Linked DNA regions of Ovis aries: region 2 is linked to region 1. A link is a contact called in public Hi-C data. All regions are on one chromosome and are shown on one strand. Each heading gives the region's core, a stretch centred on a gene start, on an enhancer-like site or on the middle of the called end of the contact. The rest is flanking DNA. Distances are from core to core; before and after follow the strand shown. Region 1 has its middle 19 kb from the start of AMPD2. Region 2 overlaps LOC101107401 (glutathione S-transferase Mu 1).

Region 1 (5,896 bases), core at 1,991-4,490:
ATCTCCTCTGTCCCCTGCATCGAGGTGAGCCCCAGGTTGAGGCAAATCTCCTCTGGGTAGAAGGGCCATCACTGTGTCCCCCACCTTAATACCAGGGACCTGACCACAGAGACCAAGTCTCCTTTGCAGGCCTCTACCTGGTCCTGTGCGTGAGAACGCCCTGACTCGGACCCCAGGGTTTCCCAGGGCAAGTCTGTGGGTTAGTCCCACCCTTCCCCATGACTCTGGTTTTTAACTTATTCTTATTTCCTATATGTACTAAATATGTATAGGAAAAGTACACAAGTTACAAGTATACAGTTCGATGTAGTTTCACAAAATCTGGACTCTGGATAACAGCATGGAGTTAAAAATAGGACATCACTTATACCCCCAAACAGCCCTAAAAGTCTGTACTACCCCTCAGGGGTTACCGCTGGCCTGACTCTTAATACCACGCCGTGGTTTGGCCCGGTTTGAGGTCTGGGTACCTGGAGTCCCTCAGCACAGGTGTCCGGTTTCTTCCGCAGCACTGCCCGTGCGATGTTCCTGTGTGTCTGTGTGTGGCTGTGGTCTGCTCGTTTCCCCCACTGTCTGGCATCCCTTTGTGTAGCTCAGCCGCCTCCATTTCTTTATTCTGCAGTTGACCGGCAGTGAGGGGACTGCTTGCTGAGCTACCTGGATGGTGCTGCTATGACAGCCTACCAAGGAGTGGGGTTCCCGGTCACAGGGCGTGCCTGTCCTGCTTTGCCAGATACCACCAGACAGCTTCCTGTATCCACACCCACTGACACTCCCGCCAATAAAACGGGACAGTTCCAGCAGCTCCACACCCTCATCAACCCTTGGTGCGCCACCAGGCTTTTTCCTTTGGGGCCAGTTTGGCAGGTGTGCAGTGGTAGCAATCTGAGGTCCTAGTTCAGACTCCCTGATGGCAAATGAAGATGAGCACCGCATGTGTTTATTGGTCATTAGACGTTCTCTTCTGTGAAATGCCTACGACCTCTGTTTATTTTCTATTGTTACCTTTCCATCACTACTTTTTGGGAGTTCTTTATTCTAGATGCAAGCCCTTTATTTTATGTTCTCATCCTGTGGCTTTTGATAAATAGAATTTCTTAATATAAATTTCATTTATCATTTTGTCCTTCATGATTAGCACTTTTAGTCTCCTGTTTGAGACATCTTTGCACTCCAGAGTCATCAAGATATTCCTCTATATTTTCGTATAAAAGCAGATCTTCAAGACATGCAGAACTGACTTCTATACATAGCGTGAGGGTGGCGTTGGCCTTGTTTCTTTATGCATATCCGCTTATTGAAAAAGCCATCCTTTCCTGACCCCCAGTTTTCAAGTAATAACAGTGGTTTTTCTTTGACTCACAGGAGCAAGTAGAAGGCATTTTGTTTTCTCCAGGTTTTGGATAAGGGTTGCACTTAGAACTGTATCTGTCATAGCCATACAAATGGTAAGTAGTTCCTAGGAGAAAAAAAAAATTCTCCCCAGGAGGCAGGAGGCAGTAAGGAAATCAAAGACTTAGGGGCCAGAAGAAGTATATAGGTGGGACATTCACAGGGAGTCCAGGGGATGGAGCTTTGGCTTGGTAGGTATATGACAGAAAATGAGGACAAAGAGTTGACTCTAACTTTGGGTTTCAGAGACAGGGCAACCCCCAGTTGCCATCCCAGTGGGTAGAGTTTGTTGCTCAGCTCCAGGGCTGCAACCACATCTTACGCTGAAAATTCATCCTGGGGCCCGCCATGGGCACCCTTCTCTTACAGTCTAAGGGACCTGCCCCCACCTTAGCCACAATGGGCTCCTCGGCCACCTCATCCACAGAAGCCAAAGGAAGAAGATAGTGGGACCCAACAGATAGAGCCAGATATCCTGGGTTGGCATCCTAGGTCCACCACTTCCTAGCTGTGTGACCTTGGGAAAGTTACTTAACTACTCTGTGCTTTTTCCCTCTGTAAATGGCAATAACAATAATGCCTTAAGAAAAAAACAATAATGCCTACTTCACAGGGCCAATTTGAAGATAAATGAAATCATACATGTAAAATCCCTGAAACAGTGACATGTGGAAAGTGTTCAGTAAGTGTTAGCCATTGTTATCATTATCCTGGACCACTGAATTCAGGACCCCAAACTCCCTGCCAGAGCTATATGCTGAGCACCCATGGGAAGCACCCATTGAGAATAAATCTCCCATTCCAGCTGACTCAGTCCCTGTCTCCAAGAGCCAAGGAGACCCCTCCAGGCTCCACCCCAGGGAGGCACTGCCCATGTGGCCTTCAGGACACTGACCCCACACCAGAGGATGAAGGGGAGATGCCCCCCAGCCAGCCCTAGGATGCCTTCCTCCCTCTCCCTCCTCTATACAGGTTTTCCCCATCCTTGCAGGGCCCAGTCAAAGCCCACCTCCTCCTTGGAGCCCAGAGCTTCCTCCTTGCTGACCACCACAGCCCACACCCGCCTCTGCCAGCACTCTTAGCAAGAGCCTTGTCTCTTTGACTAGGACCAGGGTACAGCCGGAGCGCGTCAGGAACATAGGCCTTCCTCAAGCTCTGAAGGCTACAGGAAAATCCACTCAGAGGAGGTGAAATGAACTCCTGCAGTGCTCAGCTGATCAGTCATGTCTGCCTCTTTGTGACCCTATGGACTGTAGGCCACCGGGTTCCTTTGTCCCAAGGATTTCCCAAGCAAGAATACTGGAGTGGGTAGCCATTTCCTCCTTTAGGGGATCTTTCTGACCCAAGGATCAAACCCACTTTTCCTACGTCTTCTGCATTGCAGGCGAGCCTCTGGGGAAGCCTGAACTCCTGTAGAAATCATCTTAAATCTAAGAGGTGCTCCAGATGAGGAGCCTGGGCAGCCGGGAAAGCCAGTCAGGACCTGCTGACTGTTGGCAGGACAGGCGGCCTGAATACATGCGGCCCGTAGACCTGAAAGAAGACTGTGGTGATGAGGGAAGAGGGGCGGGAGGGGGTCTGCAGCAGCAGAGCCAAAGGATTCAGATCCTCGAACGGGAGACCAGAGTGTCCACACCAGCTCACCCCGGGCAGCTCTTCTGGGAGAGTCCTGCCTTAGCCTAAGCCACATCTCAGTGGGAAGATTCATATGTGAGCCAGCCTGCCTACTGGGCTAGTGGGGTGGGGCCCCATAGGTGCCAGCTGCATGAGACAGTGGTATGGGTGCCTGGAGAGGGTGCCCCAGCCCAGCCTCAGAGGCAGGAGCTGAAGCCCTTACACGTCTCACAAGGATCTCACTACTGCCACCATGTGGATCTGTTTGAAACCACATAGGGCTACCAGTTAGTGGGGCAAGTGGAAGCTGAAATTCGGTCTACACTCGGCTCACCAAGGAACTTGCCCTGGTACGGTTGCCTGGGCCGATGAGGACGAGGGGAGCCGGTGGGGGGGAGGGGGGCAAAAACTCTTCTCTACCCCAAAACGCTATCAGGGCTACGACTGCCCAAAGGGCACACATTTTCCTATCTCCCACAAGGTGACACGTGGGTGAACATCAGCCCTGGGTTTGTGCGTGACCCAGTGTTCAAACAGCCCAGCAAGGCCCCTGCTGCACAGCAATGACATGTGGCAGAGGAGAAGGAAGAGAGCCACCTGATTCTTCACGTCAGGGGCTCCAGCACCCAAGGCAGACTGCCCTAGGGGCACCGTGACATGAGTCTGTGTACCCCCACCGCAGCGCCGAGGCCCCTGGGCAGCGCTGTGGAAACTGAGCTTTGTTCAGCTATAAGTCAGAGGGATGGGTCAGAGGGGACTGCAGCTTCATTTAACTTATAAGCTCAAGTAGGATGCTGCCAGGAACTCCCAGATCTGGCTGGGTGACACTTTCCAAGGGCAGATGCAAGAGCCAGTGGCATCAGTGACAATGTGGCTGTACACACACCCTCAGGTTGCAGGTGCCCAGGGGCCAGTGTCAGTCTACCACCTCCATCCAACAGGGTATCCACTGACAAGAGTTCCTGGGTGATCAGGAACCAAAAGCCAGCCTACTGTCTGCTCACCAAGCTGTGTTCCCCAGCATGAGCCCTGTCTCTTCAAAGGAGGAGCATCTTTTTCTAGTTACACAAAGGCACACCATGGGCTAGCATGGCTCTGCCCGGGGGCATATGGCTGCAGAGGAGAAGGGGGCCCAGGGCCAACGGAGGCTGTTCAAAACCCTGGTTCCATCTATTCACCAAGCCATTGCAGGTGGACTTTCGAGAAAACCCTCTGCTGGTATTTGGATTCCCTGTTATAAGTTGGTGAGCAGTTTGCCTGGTCTGCTGCAGGCCTCCTGTGAGCTGGGTCAAAGCGAGTCAGTTTCCGTGCTGCAGTCATTTCCAGACATTGTGACAGATCGAGGATCTGGCCTGCAGGGTCACTTCCTCCAGCAGCCTTTTGACTACCACACTACCATCTCCATCTTGACCTCTGCCAAGATGTTCACCCACCAAGGCCCTCAGCACGTACTCCCGCCCTTCTGCTCCCCTCCCCCATCTCTGCCCCAGTACATGCCTCTCGCCCAGCAAATGTCTTTGCTGACTCTGGGAAGTGAGCAAAAACCATCAGCAGGAATCGGACTCCATGGTCTGCTGGGGAGAAGGAGGGGGGCGGTAGAAAAATAGAGACAGGAAGCATTAAGGTTTCATAAATTTCACATGAACACTCTGGCTTTTCTGTGTGCTGATCACCCAGCTAAGAGCTTTATTTAATGTCCACGATAACCAGTGCAGGAGACCTTGGTATCTTACCTGTATCTCTCTTACAGGTAAGAGAACTGAAGCTCAACGTTCATACAATTTTCCTAAGATCACACCAATAAAGTGAAAGAGCCATCTACCATGAAACAGTGATTTTAACCAGGGGTCACCAAGTTAACGACCTCCCTGACAGCATATAGACTGAGCCGGCTGAAAGGCTCAGGGAGGGGTGGGGTGCTTTCAGTCCTTTCCAGATGGAACATTGAAACAAACATTGAAATTGCACACACATCCCTCATTAAATAGAACCCTCTTTGCTTGAAATGTGAAAGGATGTTCATGAATTTCCTTTTGAAATGACTTGCCTCTGAGTAACTCATTCAATTTACTATTGGCTATGATTTCTCTTCAATCATCCTGCACAGTCTGGAACTCTTGCCAAAAATCCAACTTACAAATTGTTTTCAAATATAATGACATGTGTATGGATACCAAACTTAAATATTAAAGTTGATGTTAGTTTCTGAAGGCACGTTGTTAAACATTCAGCAATTTTGACATTGTCTTTTTCATAGTTTGCCGCTCCCAAAGATTTTCTTTCAAATCTCCAACATTCCTGGGCCTTTGGAAGTCCACCCTGGCCCCTAAATAGGAGGGTGCATGCTAAGTCACTTCAGTCGTGTCCGACTCTTTGCGACCCTAAGGACTGTAGCCTGCCAGGCTCCTCTGTCCACAGGTTTCTCCAGGCAAGAATACTGGAGTGGAGTGGAGTGGGTTGCTGTGCCCCTCCTCCAGGGGATCTTCCCGATCCAGAGATGAAACCCATGTTTCGTCTCCTGCATTGGCAGGCAGGTTCTTTACCACTAGCGCCACCCGGGAAGCCCTCAGTTCAGTTCAGTTCAGTTCAGTCGCTCAGTCGTGTCCGACTCTTTGCGACCCCATGAACTGCAGCACGCCAGGCCTCCCTGTCCATCACCAGCTCCCGGAATTCACTCAGACTCATGTCCATCGAGTCAGTGATGCCATCCAGCCATCTCATCCTTGGTAGTCCCCTTCTCCTCCTGCCCTCAGTCTCTCCTAGCATCAGTCTTTTCCAATGAGTTAACTCTTTGCATGAGGTGGCCAAAGTACTGGAGCTTCAGCTTCAGCATCATTCCCTCCAAAGAAATCCCAGGGTTGATCTCCCTCAGAATGGACTGGTTGGATCT
Region 2 (5,896 bases), core at 1,216-3,715, 64 kb before region 1:
TATTCAGCAAGTGGAGACATGCACAGCCAATAAACAATCAGAAAAATGTAAAGGTGGGAAACAGCAGGGTATGATAATGAGCCCATAAAATTAGCATATGATGAAATTGTGACACCCCAAGTGCCTAAGGTACAGTAAAAAGAGGCCCACGTGCCTTGCTGGGGGCACCATCAAGTAAGTTACTCTCTCTACAGAGCAATAAAATAGTCTGCTATTAAAGCTTAAAACCATTCTCACATTTTGCCTTCTAGTATCTGCTAGGGGATCTACCAAATAAAGGCCACAAACCAGAGAAAAACATCGGCTTAAGATGACACTATCGTAAGGAAAAGTAAAAAATAGAAAACCCCACATTGCCCAGTAGTGAGTGACTGACTAGGCAAATTACACCTTATCTACTGGAAGCAATGAGACATATCCAGTAAATACTTAGTAGTATGTGCACAAGTGTATGGCTAATAGGTATAGATTTTTAAGGGAAACATTAAGAGAAAAAAGAGCAGAACCTAAAAATGTATGTACGCACAAATTACATGTACCCAAAGAAGTAGGCATGAGTAAAAGTCAAGTGAATACTTGAAGTGATCCCCCTAATAGTAAACACCACTAGCTTAATAACTCTTCATTGAACACCCAGTATCTTCCAGGTGCTGTTCTGGTTGTATACAAACACCTGTAAGACCAGGAACAAGAAGAGACAGAAATGCCTGCCTGAAAGGTATTTATATCCTACAGGGAAGACTGATGATAAAGAAAAACATAAGCAATGTAACAGTGAGACCGTGACTATGTCCATCACAAGCAGTAAGGTGCACCATCTTAAGTGGACAACTCAGTGGGTTTTTAGATATGTATATTTTTATGGAATCACCACCTGGGTCAAGATAGAGAACATTTCCAGCCCTGCACAATCTCTTCAACAAAGACAAGCTCACCATTCAGCTGACCTCTGTTACTCTGGACTTATTTTGCCTATTAATGATCATGTAAATAGAAGGATGTAGCAGGTGCATTTGGTGTCTACATCCTTTTGTCCACATTGTGTCTCTGAGAGTCATTCATGTTATTGTGTGTAGCAGTAGCCCTTCATAATATTTTCATCATAAGTCTATATATTGTATAATAATCCATCATATGAATAGTGAATTTGTATAATGGACTTATATAACATATCCCAGCTTATCTGTCCATTCTTGCATTGCCAGACATTGGAAAGTTGCCAGTTCTTGGCTTTTTCATATAAAGCCGCTTTGAACACTATGGTACATGTCTGTTTAAGACATAAGCACACATCCTCATTAGTATATAACAAGGCATGGCATTCCAGGGGCATAGGGTAGATGTTATGTTTAGTTCCAGGAAGTGCTGTTGGTATTCCAAAGTGGTTGTTCCACCAGCAGTGAGTGATGGTTCCAGTTACCGCACATATTTGTGAATAATTGTTGGTCCTTTTAATTTTAGCCTGTGTGGGTATATAATTGGATTAACTGTGTTCATAACTTCCCCAAATCCAATATTGTTGGGCACCTTTTCATATGCTGACTGGCCTTTGGGATATTCTCTTTTGTAATGCCCAGTCAAGACGTGGGCCTTGGAGTTCCCTGGTGGCCTAGTGTTTAGGATTCTGAGCTTTCAATGCCAGGGCCTGGGTTCAACCTGTGGTTGGGAAACTGAGATCCTACAAGCCACATATTGTGGCCAAAAAGCCACTTAGGCCTCTTCTTTTCATTGGTTATATTTTTAGCTAAATATTTTTGGATAAAAGTCCTTTGTGATTTGTAACATTTTCTCCCAACTGAGTCTTGACTGAATACTAGACCCCAATGTAAACAACTATTTATGGTAGCATGGTCTGTGAACTCCTGAGGTCCTAGAACTCTCTCTTAAGCAGACCACTGGACAGGGTGATTTGAAATTACTTCCAGAGGATGCAAAGCAGTGATGAATGGTGCCTGATAAAAAGGAGACCAGGAAACTTAGTATACTCATAGAAGGATGTGAAGTAAAAACACAACAGCCCCAAGATCTCTATATAGACTCTGGACTTGGATACCTCACATTGGCAAGAACTGAAAAGCAAGTGCCTTAAGTTAAAAAATATATATATATCCATCAGATATTCAAGAGAGACTGGCATCACCCTTCCCACGAACAAGGCTTAATTCTAGCTGTGTCTAATTGCATCAGAGGCCTGAAGGTCCTTATACCAGAATCGTATAACCAACAAAAACATTACTTTAGTGTACACTAGCAACACATCTTCAGATATGCGAGGACTGAAGAAATTTACCTCGTGGGTAGCTAAGAAAATGAGGAAGTAACCCAGAAAGAAGGTCCTGAATAACAGCTGCGCAGCAGCCAACAGAGGGCGCCTGAGCTCTTAATAAGGAGGGGGAATGGATGAGAGATGGAGGCTCAGGAAGAGGCCTCCCTTCTATAATAAAAGGAGCCCTCCGAGGACTCCTGCTCTGAGGGCCTCAGAAATGGGAACAGGAAGTCTCAGAACATCCTACTACCAGACAGGATCCTCATGCACCCAGACACTGCCAGCATCACCACTTCATTACTAGGAAGCAGCAGGGCCAGTTAGACAGTTCAGATGGTCAGGAGGAAAAAAGGTAAGACATAGCAGGTGTGGTTAAGGCTTTATTGGTGATCGGCAGGGCTGGGCAGGGCCCACGCTGGGAGAACAAGGCCTGCACACTAGGCCTGTCCTGGTCTTCAGGGCAGTGCTGGGGGCTCAGGCTTGAGCTCTCTAAGCCAAGGGTCTGGTCAGGCTACTCATAGCAGGGGAAAAAAAAAAAAAAACCAGCAACATGGAAAGGAAGGATGATCTGGTTGGCTTTAGAGCAGAAAGCATAACGTCAGGGGGTGACTTCACTGAAGAAGAGAGGGGTGCTGTAGAGCTTAAAGATCTGGGATGAATGGGGTTGGGAAAGAGTTGGGGCCAAATAAGGCCTAAGTGTGACCAATGGAAAGAAAGAAGGAGGAAGCAAAACATCTGGTTCTGGGGAGAAAGAAGCTTCAGCGGCTCTCCACACACAGCACTGGCTCCTCGCTCCATCTCCTGCCGTCCAGAGCACTACTTGTTGCCCCACACAGCCATCTTTGAATACACAGGGCGTGGGAGGAAGCGGCTGGACTTCATGTAGGCAGAGATCTTCTTCAGGCCCTGAGGGTGGGAGAAAGAAGGTCAGGTCTGCTGCCCCTCTGGGGCTCACGCAGTTCCACTCCAGGATTTGAGTTGGAACCCTGGTCCAACCCTTCCTTGTGGAAGTGAAGCAATCAGCAAAAAACAATCTTCCTAGGGTCCCCAGTTCTGATAAGTTACCTCTTCAGTTTCCTGTAACTAACATGGTGTCTTACTAAGACCTGCCACACATGGAGAACAGGCCGTGTTAGCTGCTGTATATACCCAGAGATGAGAATACACAGCCATCCCTCATTCCAGTCCACGTCAAACTACTGTGATTTGCGCGTTTTGCGTATTTCACAGCCTGAAGCCTCGTGTCAACCATCACTGAGCAAGTCAACTGATGCCATTTTTCCAACCACACTTGCTCACTTTCTGTCTCTGTGTCATCTTTGGTGATTTTCCCAATATTTCTACTTTTTCATTATGATTATCTTTGTTATGTCGATCTATGATCAGTGATCTTTGATGTTACTGTGGCAAAAAAATCAAACTCCTTTAAGACTCAGATGAAGGTCTCAGCATTTTTTGGCAAGAAAGTTTCAGGTCTGTTTGTTTGTTTGTTTGGCCGAGATGTGCAGCATGTGGGATCTTAGATTCCAGAGCACGAATCAAACCCAGGCCCCTGGCAGTGAAAGCATGGAGTCCTAACCACTGGACTGCCAGAGAAGTAATGCCCAGCAATAAAGGATATTTAAATTAAGATAAACATATATATATATATATTTAGGTATAATGCTATTGCACATTTTACAGGCTACAGTATACTACAAACAACTTTCACATGCCCTGAGAAACCAAAAAAGCTATGTGACTTGCTTCACTGTATTGTGGGCATCTAGAGCCAAACCCTCAATACATCAGGGAGGATTGTATCTTGAAGTCTTTATAGTGGGCAGTTTCCTTCCCTCTCTTTACTTCTTCCAGTTACTCATGATTCTGTCTCAGAGACAGGATCATACATTCATTTTAAGTTACATTCACTGATCTGACTCTCCCCCCTGTATGAGTCACTGTATCAGGCCCAGAGGGGATGCAGAAGTCACCCAGTCCTGGTGCCCAGCCTCTGGGGCTCAGTGCAGCTGGAGAACCACAGGAATTCTGAGGTATATGTGATGACTGGTCCACTGGAGAAGGGAATGGCAAACCACTTCAGCATTCTTGCCTTCAGAACCCCATGAACAGTATGAAAAGGCAAAATAATTGGATACTGAAAGAGGAACTTCCCAGGTCAGTAGGTGCCCAATATGCTACTGGAGATCAGTGGAGAAATAACTCCAGAAAGAATGAAGGGATGGAGCCAAAGCAAAAACAATACCCAGCTGTGGATGTGACTGGTGATAGAAGCAAGGTCCAATGCTGTAAAGAGAAATATTGCATAGGAACCTGGAATGTCAGATCCATGAATCAAGGCAAATTGGAAGTAGTCAAACAAGAGATGGCAAGAGTGAACGTCGACATTCTAGGAATCAGCAAACTAAAATGGACTGGAATGGGTGAGTTTAACTCAGATGACCATTATATCTACTGCTGTGGGCAGGAATCCCTCAGAAGAAATGGAGTAGCCATCATGGTCAACAAAAGAGTCCAAAATGCAGTACTTGGATGGAATCTCAAAATGACAGAATGATCTCTGTTTGTTTCCAAGGCAAACCATTCAATATCACGGTAATCCAAGTCTATGCCCCAACCAGTAACGCTGAAGAAGCTGAAGTTGAACGGTTCTATGAAGATCTACAAGACCTTGTAGAACTAACACCCCAAAAAGATGTCCTCTTCATTATAGGGGACTGCAATGCAAAAGTAGGAAGTCAGGAAACACCTGGAGTAACAGGCAAATTTGGCCTTGGAATGAGGAATGAAGCAGGGCAAAGATAATAGAGTTTTGCCAAGAAAATGCACTGGTCATAGCAAATACCCTCTTCCAACAACGCAAGAGAAGACTCTACACATGGACATCACCAGATGGTCAACACCGAAATCAGACTGATTATATTCTACACAGCCAAAGATGGAGAAGCTCTATACAGTCAACAAAAACAAGACCAGGAGCTGACTGTGGCTCAGATCATGAACTCCTTATTGCCAAATTCAGACTTAAATTGAAGAAAGTAGGGAAAACCACTAGACCATTCAGGTATGACCTAAATCAAATCCCTTATGATTATACAGTGGAAGTGAGAAATAGATTTAAGGGCCTAGATCTGATAGATAGAGTGCTTGATGAACTATAGAATGAGGTTCGTGACATTGTACAGGAGACAGGGATCAAGACCATCCCCATGGAAAAGAAATGCAAAAAAGCAAAATGGCTGTCTGGGGAGGCCTTACAAATAGCTGTGAAAAGAAGAGAAGCAAAAAGCAAAGGAGAAAAGGAAAGATATAAGCATCTGCATGCAGAGTTCCAAAGAATAGCAAGAAGAGATAAGAAAGCCTTCTTCAGTGATCAATGCAAAGAAATAGAGGAAAAGAACAGAATGGGAAAAACTAGAGATCTCTTCAAGAAAATTAGAGATACCAAGAGAACATTTCATGCAAAGATGGGCTCGATAAAGGACAGAAATGGTATGGACCTAACAGAAGCAGAAGATATTCAGAAGAGGTAGCAAGAATACACAGAAGAACTGTACAAAAAAGATCTTCACGACCCGGATAATCATGATGGTGTAATCACTCATCTAGAGCCAGACATCCTGGAATGTG

What was found. Hi-C and Micro-C count contacts between places; a contact is called where the count stands out from the background.
Region 2: a contact with region 1 is called in a Hi-C map of tail adipose tissue, with 5 times the contacts expected there. The contact joins two enhancer-like sites. A contact is called at or near these places in 8 of 16 Hi-C or Micro-C datasets (blood, hypothalamus, liver and 4 more).

Annotation. Positions count from the first base shown.
Region 1 is chr1:86,870,030-86,875,925 of ARS-UI_Ramb_v3.0, reverse strand. No RefSeq gene overlaps it. Among named protein-coding and RNA genes, the nearest start is that of AMPD2, 19 kb to the right of the region's middle. Within about 2 kb of position 3,240, at least 5 of the 54 cell types and tissues checked have an H3K27ac peak or open chromatin away from gene starts, as enhancers often do.
Region 2 is chr1:86,933,585-86,939,480 of ARS-UI_Ramb_v3.0, reverse strand. LOC101107401 (glutathione S-transferase Mu 1) reads right to left here. Exons shown (of 7, transcript XM_042251990.2): 7 at 2,634-3,172. The coding sequence ends at 3,083. Among named protein-coding and RNA genes, the nearest start is that of AMPD2, 83 kb to the right of the region's middle. Within about 2 kb of position 2,465, at least 11 of the 54 cell types and tissues checked have an H3K27ac peak or open chromatin away from gene starts, as enhancers often do.